2 separate regions of the Sus scrofa genome follow, and region 1 is linked to region 2. Evidence: chromatin contacts called from public HiChIP or PLAC-seq data. All regions are on one chromosome and are shown on one strand. The core of a region is the stretch at or near the end of the contact, and the rest is flanking DNA. Distances in the headings are between cores, read along the strand shown. Region 1 overlaps SCAI (protein SCAI). Region 2 holds the start of SCAI (protein SCAI).

Region 1 (7,250 bases), core at 3,629-6,128, 65 kb before region 2:
TGTAACAGCACATACATACTCTCCAGGTCTGAACAGCTGTCCAATGAGAGGGCCTGGGATCACTGACCACCTCCCCCACTCAATAGTACAGACATACTGAGCACCCAAATCTTGTCTTTTAACACCACTCTCCAATAGAGGGAACCAGAGCTCCTTGGAGAATTGTAACAGGCTAATAGCCCTGAGGCAGAAAAGGTACAAGATGCATCTGGAATATCTGTGCCAGAGAGCAACAACGTGCTCAAAGAATGAAAGGGGCAAATCAAAAATACATAGGGCCTCAGTGATTATCAACAGATGAATGATAAAGAAAATGTGGTATATGTACATAGTAGAATATTATTCAGCCATTAAAAAGCCTTTCAGCTGGGGCTGCTGCTGTGGCATAGGTTAGATCTCTGGCCTGGGAATTTCCATATGCAGCAAAAAGGGGGAGTCCTGCTATTTAGACCAGCATGGATGGAACTTGAGGGCATTATCTTAAGTGAAATAAATCACACCGTAGGATCTTACTTATATGTGGAATCTCATAGAAAAAAACCAAACTCACAGAAACAGAGAACAGACTGATTACCTGAGGTAGGGGTGAGGAGGGACAGAAAACAGTGAAAGTTGTCAAAAGATACAAACCTCAAGTGATAAAATAAATAAGCTCTGGAAATGTGATGTTGAGCATCGTGACTACAGCTAACAATACTGTATTGTATACCCGAAAACTGCTAAGAAAGTAGATCTTAAAGCGCTCATCACAAGAAAACAAATTGGCAACTGTGTGAGATGATATTATTATCTAGACTTACCGTGGTTATCATTTTGCAATATTTAATATGTCAAAGCATTATGTGTATACCTTAAACTGATAGGATGTCATATGTCAATGATATCTCAAAAAATTAGAATACATAAATAAAAAAATCAAGGATACAAAAAAGGACATGGGATCTAGCTTGAAGGAGCTCCCACTGGCCAGACTGGGGATAATTTCAATATCAAAATAAACCATGACAGTAATGAATTATAACCTCCTAAAGAAAATAAGAAATAATAAAGCAATACTGATATAAATGAATGAATAAATGTAAAGTCTGAGGGTGAATGGGACAGTTCCAGAGCACTGCTCACAAAATACACACTAATTCCAAAAGGAAAAAGTAACATCACAGCAATGAAATCGGACAGACGTCCCCTTGATTAAGTGATCAAAGTGAACATCATTCATATAAAGACAAATCAGAATCTTGTATCACCAGTTAGCGCAAGTGATTTTCCTGCCAAAGACCCATAATTTAAATCTAATCATGAGGAAACAGACAAAACCAAATTGGGAGAGATAGCCTACAAAATAACCAAGCTGTAATCTCCAAAAGTGTCAAAGACGTTCCTCCGAAGGAAAGGAAGACTGCGGTGCGATGCCTGATTCTGAACTGGATCTTTCTGCTGTAAAGGATATTGTTAGGACAAATGGTAAAGTCTGAATGGGATCTGAGAACTAGATGGCAGTAATACATCAATATTATTTAGAAAAAAAACATGAAACCTTGCCAGTAACAAACCAAAACATCCTAAAATAACAAAGTTAGCACATTAAAAATACACTGCTCAGCAACCTGAATGTCCCTCAACAGATGAATGGATAAGGATGTGATACTTAGATACCACGGATTACTACAATAAAAAGAATGAAATACTGACGTTTGCAGCAACATGGCTGGACCTAGAGATTATCACACTAAGTGAAGTAAGTCAGACAGAGAAGGACAAATACCATATGACATCAGCTATATTCAGAATCTGAAATATGACACAAGCTTAATTATAAAACAGAAGCAGACTCACAGACATAGAAAACAAACATGGTTACCAAAGAGGAAAGGGAGTAGAGGAGAGAGAAATTAGGAGTATGAGATTATATACAATAGATAAACAACAAGGTCTTACTGTACAGCACAAGGCACTATATTTACTATCTTGTAGCAATAATCTATAATGGAAAAGAATCTGGAAGGAAAATATGTAGCTGAATCACTTTGCTTATACACCTAAAACGGACACAACATTGTAAATCAACTGTACTTCAATTAAAAAATAAATAAATAGTAAAAAGAGGAAGTATGAAATTTTTAAAAGGTGAAAAACAAAGTGATGGGCATACAAAAAATACACAGAGAGTTCCTGTGGTAGCGCAGTGGTTAACGAATCTGACTGGGAACCATGAGGTTGCGGGGTTCAGTGCCTGATCTTGCTCAGTGGGTTGACGATCCGGTGTTGCCGTGAGCTGTGATGTAGGTCGCAGACGCGGCTCGGATCCTGTGCTGCTGTGGCTCTGGCGTAGGCCGTCGGCTATAGCTGCAATTCGACCCCTAGCCTGGGAGCCTCCATGTGCGGCGGGAGCGGCCCAAAAAATGGCAAAAAGACAGAAAAAAAATATATATATATAGTAATGACTGGAGTTGAGTGTGTCCTAGAACCAGCGTCTTTGCTAGGGGCAGTGTAAATTGGTGCAGACCTTTGAGACTCACAGTGGATACTGAGCAACACGTACATTCTTTCATTAGACTCAGCAATTACATCCCTGGAAGCTTTTCTTAAGGAACATATTAACCATCATTACTGATAAATTACTCATAACTGGTAAAGAACTGCTGGCCCGTCTCACCCACCACTCACACGATTACCTATTCTCCAACCACACTGAGACACGTACAAGTCTCTGAACCAGTCCTGCTCATACAACATTACAATTTGGCCTATGCTGTTCACCTGGAGACTTGTATGCATATTTCAAGATATTATTCAAATGGCATCTTTTCAGTAAAACCTTTCTTGAAAAATCTAATCTCTCGCTGGCACTTAACATATTATCAGGTCAGCATTTCCGTAAAATGTTATACATATAAAAATTGATGGTTAAAAAAAAAGTTTGTTTCACCCTCCAGACCTACACTGTCCAAAACTGGAGTCACTGGCTACATGCGGCTTCTTAGCCCTTGAAACATGGCTACTCTAAGTTGAGAGGTGTTGTAAATGCAAAATACATCAAAATTAGAAAACTTAGTATGAAAACAAGGGATATAAAAATCTCATTAATTTTTATATTGTGACATGTCTAAATAACAATATTTTGGTTATTCAATAAAATATACTATTAAAATTAATTTCATCTATTTCTCTTTAATGTGATTATATTTCCATCTAATAGATATAAAACTGTCAATATTCATAGATAATACAAACTTCTCCATTGAAATTTCAAAAGAACGTAGAGATTAAGTATTAGAATTAATCAGTGAGTTTAGCAAAGTTACGGGATATGATGTGAATTATAAAAAGCCCAACCATATTTCTAGCCCCAAGAACAAATAATTAGAAGTGAAACTTTAAATAAAGAAAAATTATATCATTTATAAGAGCATCAAACAAAAACAAGTAATTAGAAATAAACATAATGCAAATGTGGAAGATCTCATCACAGAAAACTGTGAAACTCTGAGAGGTAAAAATTAAAGAAGATTTAATAGAAAAGTAAGAATATGGAGTTCCCATTGTGGCGCAATGGTTAACGAATCCGACTAGGAACCATGAGGTTGCGGGTTCGGTCCCTGCCCTTGCTCAGTGGGTTAACGATCCGGCGTTGCCGTGAGCTGTGGTGTAGGTTGCAGACACGGCTCGGATCCTGCGTTGCTGTGGCTCTGGCATAGGCCGGTGGCTACAGCTCCGATTGGACCCCTAGCCTGGGAACCTCCATATGCCGCGGGAGCAGCCCAAGAAATAGCAACAACAACAACAACAACAACAAAAGACAAAAAGACAAAAAAAGAATATGCCATGCTTTTTTATTTTTTATTTTTTGGTCTTTTTTGCCTTTTCCAGGGCTGCTCCCGCGGCATATGGACGTTCCCAGGCTAGAGGTCGAATCGGAGCTGTAGCCACCAGTCTACGCCAGAGCCACAGCAACGCGGGATCCGAGCCACGTCTGCAACCTACACCACAGCTCACGGCAACACCGGATCCTTAACCCACCGAGTGAGGCCAGGGATCAAACCCGCGACCTCGTAGTTCCTAGTCGGATTCATTAACCACTGCGCCAGGACGGGAACTCCAGAACATGCCATGCTTTTTAACTCAAAAGTTTCAAAATTATAAAGACATCAATTCTCCCTAAATTGACCTATAGATTTAATGCAGTACTAATCAAAATCTTAAGTTTGTGATAAAGGAAAAACTGGCTCTATAATTTATATGGGAATACCAAGAGCCAAAAGCAGCTAAAATAACCTTAAAGAATAACAAGATGGAAGGGCTTATTCCACTGGATTTCGAGACTTCTGTAAAGCTGCAGGGCTGAAGGCTGTGGTATTGGTGCAGGAAGAGAAAAACAGATCAATACAACAGAACAGAGAGTTGAGAAATGATCCACATGTACGGGGATCCTTGATATGTAACAAAGGTGGTAGTGAGGCAACCAGAAAAAATAGTTTATTTAAAAAAAGAAAGAAAGGGGAAATAGCAACAACAACAACAACAACAACAACAACAACAACAAAAAAGACAAAAAAAAAAAAAAGAAAGAAAGGGGAAAAGAGCTAGTGCTGGGTCAACTGGATATCTAAATTAGAAGAAAAACCATGAATCTTGACTCCGACCTACATCATACACAAATGTAAATTCTAGGTAGACTGTGGATATAAACATAAAAGGTAAAACAAAATAGTTACGTTATGATAATATAAGGCTATCCCTATGACCATGGGGTAAAAAAAGATTTCTTAAACAGATTACCAAGAAAAATTGGATAGTTTTAAAAATCAAATACACAGTGTGTTCATCAAAAAACACCATTAAGGAGTTCCTGTTGTGGTTCAGTGGGTTGAGGAAGTGGGTTTGATCCTTGGCCTCTCTCAGTGCGTTAAGGATCCAGTGTTGCCATGAGCTGCAGGGTAGGTCACAGATGTGGCTAAGATCCCACATTGCTGTGGCCGTGGCGCAGGCCAGCAGCTGCAGCTCTGATTCAACCCCTAGCCCAGGAACTTCCATATGCTGCAGGTGGGGCCGTTAAGAAAAAAAAAAAAAAAAAAAAAGATACCATTAAGAGAGTGAAAAGACAAGCCACAGAGGAAAGGAAGTTATTCGCAATATATATTTGACAAAGGGTTTTTAACCAAAATAATAACTGAAGAACCTCTACAAGTCAGTAAGAAAAGGCAATCAAATAGTCCAACAAAAAAAGGAGAGGGTGAGGGTGAGCAAAAGCCTTGAGCATACGTTTCACAAAAGGGGATGACCAAATGAAAGGGTGGTGACTTTCATTAGTCATCAGAGAAGTGTAAGTTAAAGTTAAAATGACAGATCTACCAGAATGTCTCAAATGTTTTTTAAAAACCTGATAACCCCATGTGTTGAAAGAAATGTGCAGCAATAGAAACTACTAAAAAAAGATTTAGCAATATCTACTAATGTATACGCAGCCACTAGGAATATACCAACAGATATGCACTGGGTATGCACCAAAAGACATTAACATGAATGTTCATAGAAGTAAAATCTGTAACTACCAAAATCTGGAATCAAGTATCTATCAATAGTGAAATAGATAAATAAGTGGAATATTATAGTGTAATGAAAATGAACCCACTACAGCTACCTGCAATACCATGGATGAACCCAGCACACTGTTGAGTGAAAGTAGGAAAACCCAAAAGAATACATAAGGTACAAAACAAATAAAAACTAAACTATGGTAATTGACAAACTGATCAAGATAATGGTTCCTTTTAGGGAGGAAGCAGGAAATAAGAGGAATGCTAGAAATATTTCATTTCTTGACCTGGAGTTAACACTGTGAAAATTCATTGAGCTACACAGTTATTATGTGAAGAGAAAGAAGAGGGAAGATGAACATCTGACTCACGTGGTTTTACAAATAAGTTTTGCCACTGAAAAAAACAGGTAACTTCCCTTCCAACATTCATTTTAATGTATACTTCCCTTCCGACATTCATTATAATGAGCTAACTTAACCCTGACACCAAAGGGAAGGACAATATAAAGAAGCAAAATTACAAGCCAAGCTCCATATTATACAAACAGTTGTCATGGCCTCAAATGCTTATAGTATTAATAGATCATGGATAATTGAAACTTTAATATAAAACTGTGAATACAATTTCACAAATGCAATTTCACTGGTTTCCTTAAAAATAAATGGTAGATTAAGACATGAATGAAATACATATATCTATCAATTATGTGGGGAAAAATACATTTGATCATGTACAAACAAGGCTGGTTCTATAGACATTTATGGAAAGCATGTATGTAACCATACCACATGGGTAACAATAAAAGTGGAGACAAAGAGGAGTTCCCTCTGTGGCACAGAGATCAGAAGCATCTCTGGAGCACCAGAAGATGGGTTCAATCCCCAGCCTGGCTCAGTGGGTTGAGGATCTGGCATTGCCACAGCCGTGGCGTGCTTGCAGCTGCAGCTGGGATCTGATCCTTGGCCAGGGAACTCCGTATGTCACAGGGCAGCCAAAAAAAGTAGAGACAAAGAAAAAAAGACATACTTTGTTGAGGGTTGAATTGCATCTCCCCCAGCCAAAAAAGTATGTTGAAGTCCTTACCCCTTGTACCTCTCAGTGCGAGCTTATTTGGAAATAGTGTGTTTGTAGATAGAATTAAGATGTAAGTTAACACGAAATCATATTCCAACAGAGTGAGTCTGAACTCCAGTATGACCGGTGTCCTTATAAGCTGAGGAAAAGAGACACAGAGACAAACACCCACAGAGAGGAGAATGCCATGTGAAGACAGAGGGAAGACAGCCAAACGAAGAAAGAGACAGAGATTGGAGCTCTTCGTAGCTACAAGCCAAGGAACGCCGAAGAACCACCAGAAGCTAAGCAAAAGGCACAGGACCAATCTTGCCAACACTTTGATGGCTGTATGGTCTCCTGTGTGTGAGAGCACAAATTTCTGCTGTTTTAAGCCACCCAGTTTGTGGTAATTTATTACAGCAGCCCAAGGACACACAATTGTACATATACCAACGTCTGTATAGGACAGAGTCCTAACACTTTACAAAATGGGCACATGAGCAAAAGAGCACCGAATGCAGACGACTGCTCAAGGACTTGTTCTGCAAAACACAGGACATCTGGCAAGTTACAGACCTGCTTCGTTGACAATTTCTTTTTAGAGGCAGTCTTGACAAAGCAACACGAGAAATTGCTTTGGATTTAATTCTGAGT
Region 2 (6,680 bases), core at 2,013-4,512:
ACTATTACTATTTCCATTATACAGATGAAGGAACTTGCGCTCAGAGAGGTTTATTAACTTGTACACAATTTCATAACTTGTATTTGACAGACATAGGACTCAAATTCTGCCCAAACCATTATACTCAGGTGTAACGTAGAGAAGAGGAAGGTGAAGGAGAGAGGAGAAAGTCCACATGGGGAGTTCCCGTCATGGCGCAGCGGAAACAAATCCGACTAGGAACCATGAGGTTGTGGGTTCGATCCCTGGCCTCGATCAGTGGGTTAAGGATCTGGCATTGCTGTGAGCTGTGGTGTAGGCCAGTGGCTACAGCTCCAATTAGACCTCTAGCCTGGGAACCTCTATATGCCACAAGTGCAGCCCTAAAGACAAGAAAAGAAAAAGAAAGAAAGTCCACATGGAAGATGCGATGTTTGAGGGAAGTCAAAGTGAGAAGCTTGCCAAGGAGCAAGGAGAAAGCATTTCAGAGAGAAAGTGAAATCATGTGCAAGGACCTAAAGCAAAGAGAGAACACAGGTTCCAGGAACAGCAAACACAACACGGAGTTACATGCAGCCATTAATTCATTGTGAAGGGGCCACAAGAAAATTAATTCATTTAATACTAGACGTTTAGTCGATCCATTATTGAGAATCTCCATGGCCACAATACTAACCTGTGGCTGGAGAGATAGGAAGAAGTGAAATACAGGCAATCTCTTTTTATGATTACGCTAAAAACTCTAAATTATATTCAATCAACAATGGGGAACCACAAAAGGATCTTAAGCTTGAGAATTATAAGATCAGCTTGCACAGCATGGTCAAGCAATGATCTATTCAAGGTGGGGAAACTCAGTCAGGGGGCTACTCCAAAAGACTCCCAAGGTGGGTAATGACAGTTAAACAAGGGCTGTCAAAAAGAAATACAATGCCAGCCATACATGTCATTTTTGATTTTCTAGTTGCTATGTTAGAAAAAGCAAAAAGCAAAAAGTAAAAATAATGAGTGGTACTTTTATTCAAATATATCTTAAGCTTTAATATTCATGATGCAATTAATATAAAAAGTAGTAAGCAGAAATTTGACATGCATTTTTTTGTACTACTCTGAAATCTGGCGTGTTTTTTAATACCTTGGGCACGCCTCACTTTGGACATTAAATTTTCAGTGAAAAAATCGGAACCGTATTTAGATTTCATAATTTGGAGACGGAAAAGCAGATCCACGTATCCAAGTTGTTCCAGACACCTTAAACATTTCCCAGGATCAGTTTTTAAACTTAAATTAATTACGACTGATAATATTAAAAATTCAGTTCTTGGGTCATGCGAGCCACATTTTGGAGCATTTGACAACCATATACTGCTACCATACCGGGCAGTGCAGGCCTGAAGGGTGACAAAGGAACTGTGGCTCTTGACGACTTCCACTATCAGCATTGCCTATCTACCTACTTTTTTCTGCATATAAAGGTCAATAACTCAGCAAATATTAACTATTACAGTGGTCCTACCGGTCACATCCTCACTACTACAACTTATTTTCTCGAGGCCAATGCCCACATCCGTGAGAAAGGAATCTTTGAATGACCACACAGAACTGCTATGTACTACCTGACACGTGTGCTCAGTACTGTTTGTGGAACGGGATGTAGGCTCTTCTCTACTCACGAACAGTGCACTTGCTGCAGACTGCTTAAGCCCTTTGCTTCTATTTTCCGATGGTTTGATTATTTATTAGACTCTATGTAGAATGGGGGCAAAAAGCAATAAAGACAACCTATTTTCAATTGTATATTTATTAGGAGTATTATAGGATAATGGTTGAGAGCTTCAGTTCTGGAGTCAGGCTACCAAGATTCAAATCCTGGTTCTATCTTCATGAGATGTGTGTGTGTGATCTTGGGTAAATGCTTGACCTCTCTTGTGCCTCAGTTCTCTCTTCTGTAAAAAACAGTGACAATTGTACATACTTCCTTGAGGGGGTGCTTCGAGGATTACAGAATACAAATAAGCACCCACACTTCGTACCTGGCACATAGCAGATGTTTAATAAACATGAGCTTTTTAATGAAAGCTGGTGGAGAAGCTGAAGTCATGGCTAAAGGGAAAAAAACACGAGGTCTTCTCAATTACCTACATCTCTTCCCCACATAGTCTTGGATACCAAAAAAAGTGTACAGGTAGTACTTTGAAGTCCTCAAAAGAGAGAGCTTGCAGAGAGTTATATTCATTAAGAAAGGAGCTAAATAAAAAACTTCATCTACTGACAGTGTATAATTATGCAGTATAGCATAGGTGCAGCGAAGCAAATGGAAAAACACAGAGCAAAATTAGGAAGGTATTTTGCCTTACCTGCTTTTCCGTTTTCGAGGTGGTTTCTCCACTGTGCCAGTCAGTCTACAGACCAAACAGAGAAGATGGTAACTAAAAGTAACATACCAGGACACATCTGCGGGCCCTACTGTGCCAGTCAAGAACTCAATGCACCACCCTCCAGAACTACAGGCTCGCTAAACCCATACCTGACTTGACAAATGCCTTATGCTCCGCTTCCCCTATTTACCGAGACCAAGCAATCCTGGGATACACTGTTCCCCTAACGTCTGTTTAGCCCAAACCCTGCTTTGCCTCCTGGTCTCTCACTCCATCCTCAGATCCTATTCGTCACAGCCCAGCTCCCCAAAACCATCCACCACCACCCACTCATTGTCTGCCTCATCACCCCCGCAAGCCCCTCGGGCTTCCCCTTTCCCGTGCCCACCCGCTCTCGACCATGCACTGCCCCTCCGAGCCCCGCCCCTCCAGGCCCCGCGCACCCCGCATTCCATGGCCCCTCCGCCGGCTGCGCGCGCCCTGCCCCTCCCGGCCCAGCGCCCCCAGTCTCACCCCTCGGCGCCCCTTCCCTTACACGCCCCTCTCATCCGGCCTAGAAGATGCGATCGCCGCCCAGTCGTTCCGCCGCCCCGAAGCTTCTCCCGAATTCCCCGCAGCCTGAACCCCCCGCCCCTCCAGTCTCGGCGCCCCGAACGCTTCACGGCGCGAGCTGCTGCCCCTGGGCCCGCTCCCGCGCCCCCACCGCATCCCCAACCCCGACCTCCTCCCAGCCCCGCCCCACCTAGGGGCCAGGCGACTCCGCGGCTGCTGGGGCTGCCGGGCTCCTCTGACCATCCGGCTCCTGCTCCGCCGCGGGAGCTGCTCCGGCGGCCGCAGGGCTCGCTCGGGTAGCTGAGGCGGCGGAGGCTGGAGTAGGCGGAGAGGCGGGAGGAGGGCCTCGCGCCTCTGCCAGGCTTGCGGCGGGGCCCGCCTCCTCCGCGCCTCTCCTCGGCTCCCACTGGCTAGAGCCGTAGTGTGGCCGAGAGCCTGGCGGCCGATTGGACGCTCGGGCTGTCACATCCCACCGCCTAGAGTTTGGTTGAGACTGCAGGTGGCGGCGGAGGTGCCTTAGAGACTGCTAGCAGGGCCGGGGAGACCTAAGCGCCACCGTGCGGCCTAAAGTAGAAACTGCATCTCCGGCGCCCAGACACCTGCGGGCAGGTTTTCCTGGCTCAGAGTCCTGCATCCCACACACCTGCTGGCACCCCCTCCACTGCAACCAGGCCAGGACCAACAGCCAAGCGCTGCAATTTCCCAAACGCCTCTGGCAGGTGTGACAATGAGGTGAGTCTCCAAAATGAGCTTCATTTTGAACCATCTCGTATCCAGTTCCTGACTACATCATGGTGAAATGGTCAGAGCTCAGATACCATACCCTTCCTAGAGGATCCAGAAAGAAAACTTAAAAATCTATCAAAATGAAGCGTGGGTTAAATGCTCAATTCTCTGTATAAGAGATAACAAGCATGGGTGCAGGCGTCCAAAAAAGCAAGAGATTTTTTTTTTAATTACCAAGAAAGGAAAATCAACCCTTCAAACAGAATTGATGCAGTTAGCAATAACAATGTGTACCGTTTTCAGAGGCCGAAATAGAATGTGTTGCTAACTGTCCAATGATACTGCAGATTGTGACTTCTACTCCAGCTAATCAATTTTTTAAAATTCCCTTGCATTTTTAGTGTTGACAGACCTAAGCCTGCAAGACTACCAGCACATAAACATAATACATCAGTTAGCTTTTTTCTACTTTAACAAGGCCACCCTTGAAAATAAGACATAACTGATTAACATATGTACAAAATTCTTCCTCTAAAGTGGAATCTCCTTCAGCCTTTCTGCATTCCCCTGGGATTTTTGTTCTGTAGATCTTTGGTATCTTTTTGGAGCTGGAAGGAGGCATAAAACTTTCTTTTAAGCTCATGTTTTATTAGAACACACTTTTACACGTCAAAAATGTGACGTCTTCGAGTTGTACACACCAAAAAGTTGGGGACAAGTCTCTTACTGATCTTCACAAATGGCAAAAATGAGACTGCTTTTCATAAAGCCAAATTTATTTGGTATAAAGGGATGTCCTCTGCGATGGCTCTTTTTACATCTTTTGATGTTAAAACTGACCTTCCTTCTATGAAATAGTAAACTATAATAGGACTTCTAAAATGGCTTTGACGGGGGAAAAAAAAGGTTGAACATCTGTTGGCTCCCCAATATTTTACATAATCCTAAAATTACAGAACCACAAATAGCCTCAATCCCAACCAACAATATCCACCCTTATTATCACCAAGCTAGAAAAGGGAAAGAACCCCCAAATAGTTTGTCAAAGAAGACTGGGGGAGGTGGGGTAGGAAGAGTGCTGGTGGGGAGGATCAACTTACTGACACTAATCTTGAATATCACTCATTATGTTTCTTAAAGTATGAATGAAAATCACCCGCCTAGCTTTCAAGGTTTTTCACAATTGGCCAACCCCTCTCTGATACATGGTATTGTCAACAGAGCTGCAGCTATTTATTTCTTACGCTTTCCCAAGCACCCTTACATTCCATCTCCCTATCATCTCCAAGTTCTAGTAACCCCTGCTTCTTTTACTGTATAAGAAATGCACAGCCCCTTGTTCTAGTGCGTTAATTCACACTTCCTCTTCCTAAGTCTTCCCCAATTTCCCCATCCTACATTTCCTTCTCCACATTTGTTGTACTTAAATAAACTACACTATGTCAGCAATTATATATTGCCTTGGATTATTTTTATTTCCCAACTACGTGGAATGTGGGCAAATGTATGTAAGTGTGCCCTCAATAAATGGCAGTTTTGGGCCGAGGATTGGGCTTTTTCTGTGTGCTATCTTTAATCCTAAAATCAACACTGTATGGTATTCTCTTATTTTAGACACAGATTTTTTTTGTTTGTTTTGGCTTTCTTTTTAGGGCCACACCCACGGCACATAGAGGTGCAGGCTAGGGGTCGAATTGGAGCTACAGCTGCTAGCCCACGCCAGAGCCACAGCAACGAGGGATCCAAGCCGCATCTGCGACCTACACCACAGCCCACTTCAATGCCAGATCCTTAACCCACTAAGTGAGGCCAGGGATCGAACCCGAAACCTCATGGTTCCTCGTCAGATTTGTTTCCGCTGCACCACAATGGGAAGTCCAAGATGTACTATTCTAGGATGCTCTAGAGGCTCCAAGTTCCAGCTCTCCTGTGCAACCTTGGCAAGTTACCTATTCTAATACCAAGCCCGTTTCCTCATCTGAAGAAGAAAAAAAAAAAAAGAGGTACTACAGTCAGAGCCATAGTACGGGTGGCACAAAATAGGCCATTTATCTAAGTGTGCTCAATAAATGTTAGCTGCTATTACTGCCTGGCAGAGCGGAGGGTTTTACCTAGATTGACCCCAAAGACTTTATTTTCTCCACTATTCCATGATGCCTCCATTCCCATTTATATAAAAAGAAAAGTACTGGAGTTCCCATCGTGGCTCAGCAGTTAGCAAACCTGACCAGCATCCATGAGGATGCGGTTTCAATCCTTGGCCTCCACCAGCGAGTGGGTTAAGGATCCAGCTTTGCTGCACACGCAGCTCAGATTCCGCATTGCTGTGAGTCTGGTGTAGGCCAGCAGCTGAAGTTCTGACTGGACCCCTGGCCTGGGAACCTCCGTATCCCTCTGGTGCAGCCCAAAAAGATGAAAAGAAAAGTACTGAGAATAGTGGGTGCTCATGGATTAAGTGGAATATACTTATATAGTAAGTATTTTGTTGATACAAAAAAATTCATAAATTTCATGCATTTTTGAATTACGAAAACATTTGCATGACCCAAGCCAGCATAAGCTTACTATCACAAGGGAAAGAAAGGCACATATAAGTGATTGACAAAGAAACAGAAAACTAGTAAGAGGAGAATAAGGAACCAACCTTCCCCAAGAATCTATTGTGTTTGACTTCATGCTAGGGGACTTTCCAAATGCTTCTTTTTGGTGTTTGGTGTATATTTCATCAGCATGACTGCACACTGTTTAAATACACAACTGAGAAAGTTCCGATGATCTCACAAACATGGTTCTAGGCACTGGATCCAGGACTTAATAAGGAATATCACCTTAAAGAACTGGAACGCTTAGAGTCAAATGCATAACAAGAAAAAGTTTCATTTCCGTTTACTAGTCAAGCAACCAAGTGAAGGAATAGCATATTTTTTTTTAATTTAAACTGTGTTATATAAAATGCTAACCTCTTATTGGGACATACTACAGACTTCATTAGATAACATTTTTTGACAAACTTCCTATAATCTTTTTATTAATTTACACTGACAG

Evidence for each region. HiChIP or PLAC-seq counts read pairs in DNA pulled down with a chosen protein or histone mark.
Region 1: an H3K27ac HiChIP or PLAC-seq map of alveolar macrophages shows a contact between it and region 2. The contact joins the enhancer-like site here to the promoter of SCAI in region 2. A contact is called at or near these places in 1 of 5 promoter capture datasets (liver), 9 of 47 Hi-C or Micro-C datasets (alveolar macrophages, embryonic fibroblasts, epiblast stem cells and 4 more) and 2 of 2 datasets of contacts at active chromatin or transcription factors (alveolar macrophages and skeletal muscle).

What each region holds. Positions count from the first base shown.
Region 1 is chr1:265,797,718-265,804,967 of Sscrofa11.1, forward strand. All of the region lies in intron 2 of SCAI (protein SCAI), which reads right to left. Among named protein-coding and RNA genes, the nearest start is that of SCAI, 66 kb to the right of the region's middle. Within about 2 kb of position 4,879, at least 1 of the 83 cell types and tissues checked has an H3K27ac peak or open chromatin away from gene starts, as enhancers often do. A contact at or near this core is called in alveolar macrophages, where this site is marked.
Region 2 is chr1:265,863,837-265,870,516 of Sscrofa11.1, forward strand. It overlaps SCAI (protein SCAI), which reads right to left and starts at 3,263. Exons shown (of 18, transcript XM_021068616.1): 1 at 3,100-3,263; 2 at 2,337-2,381. The coding sequence starts at 3,152.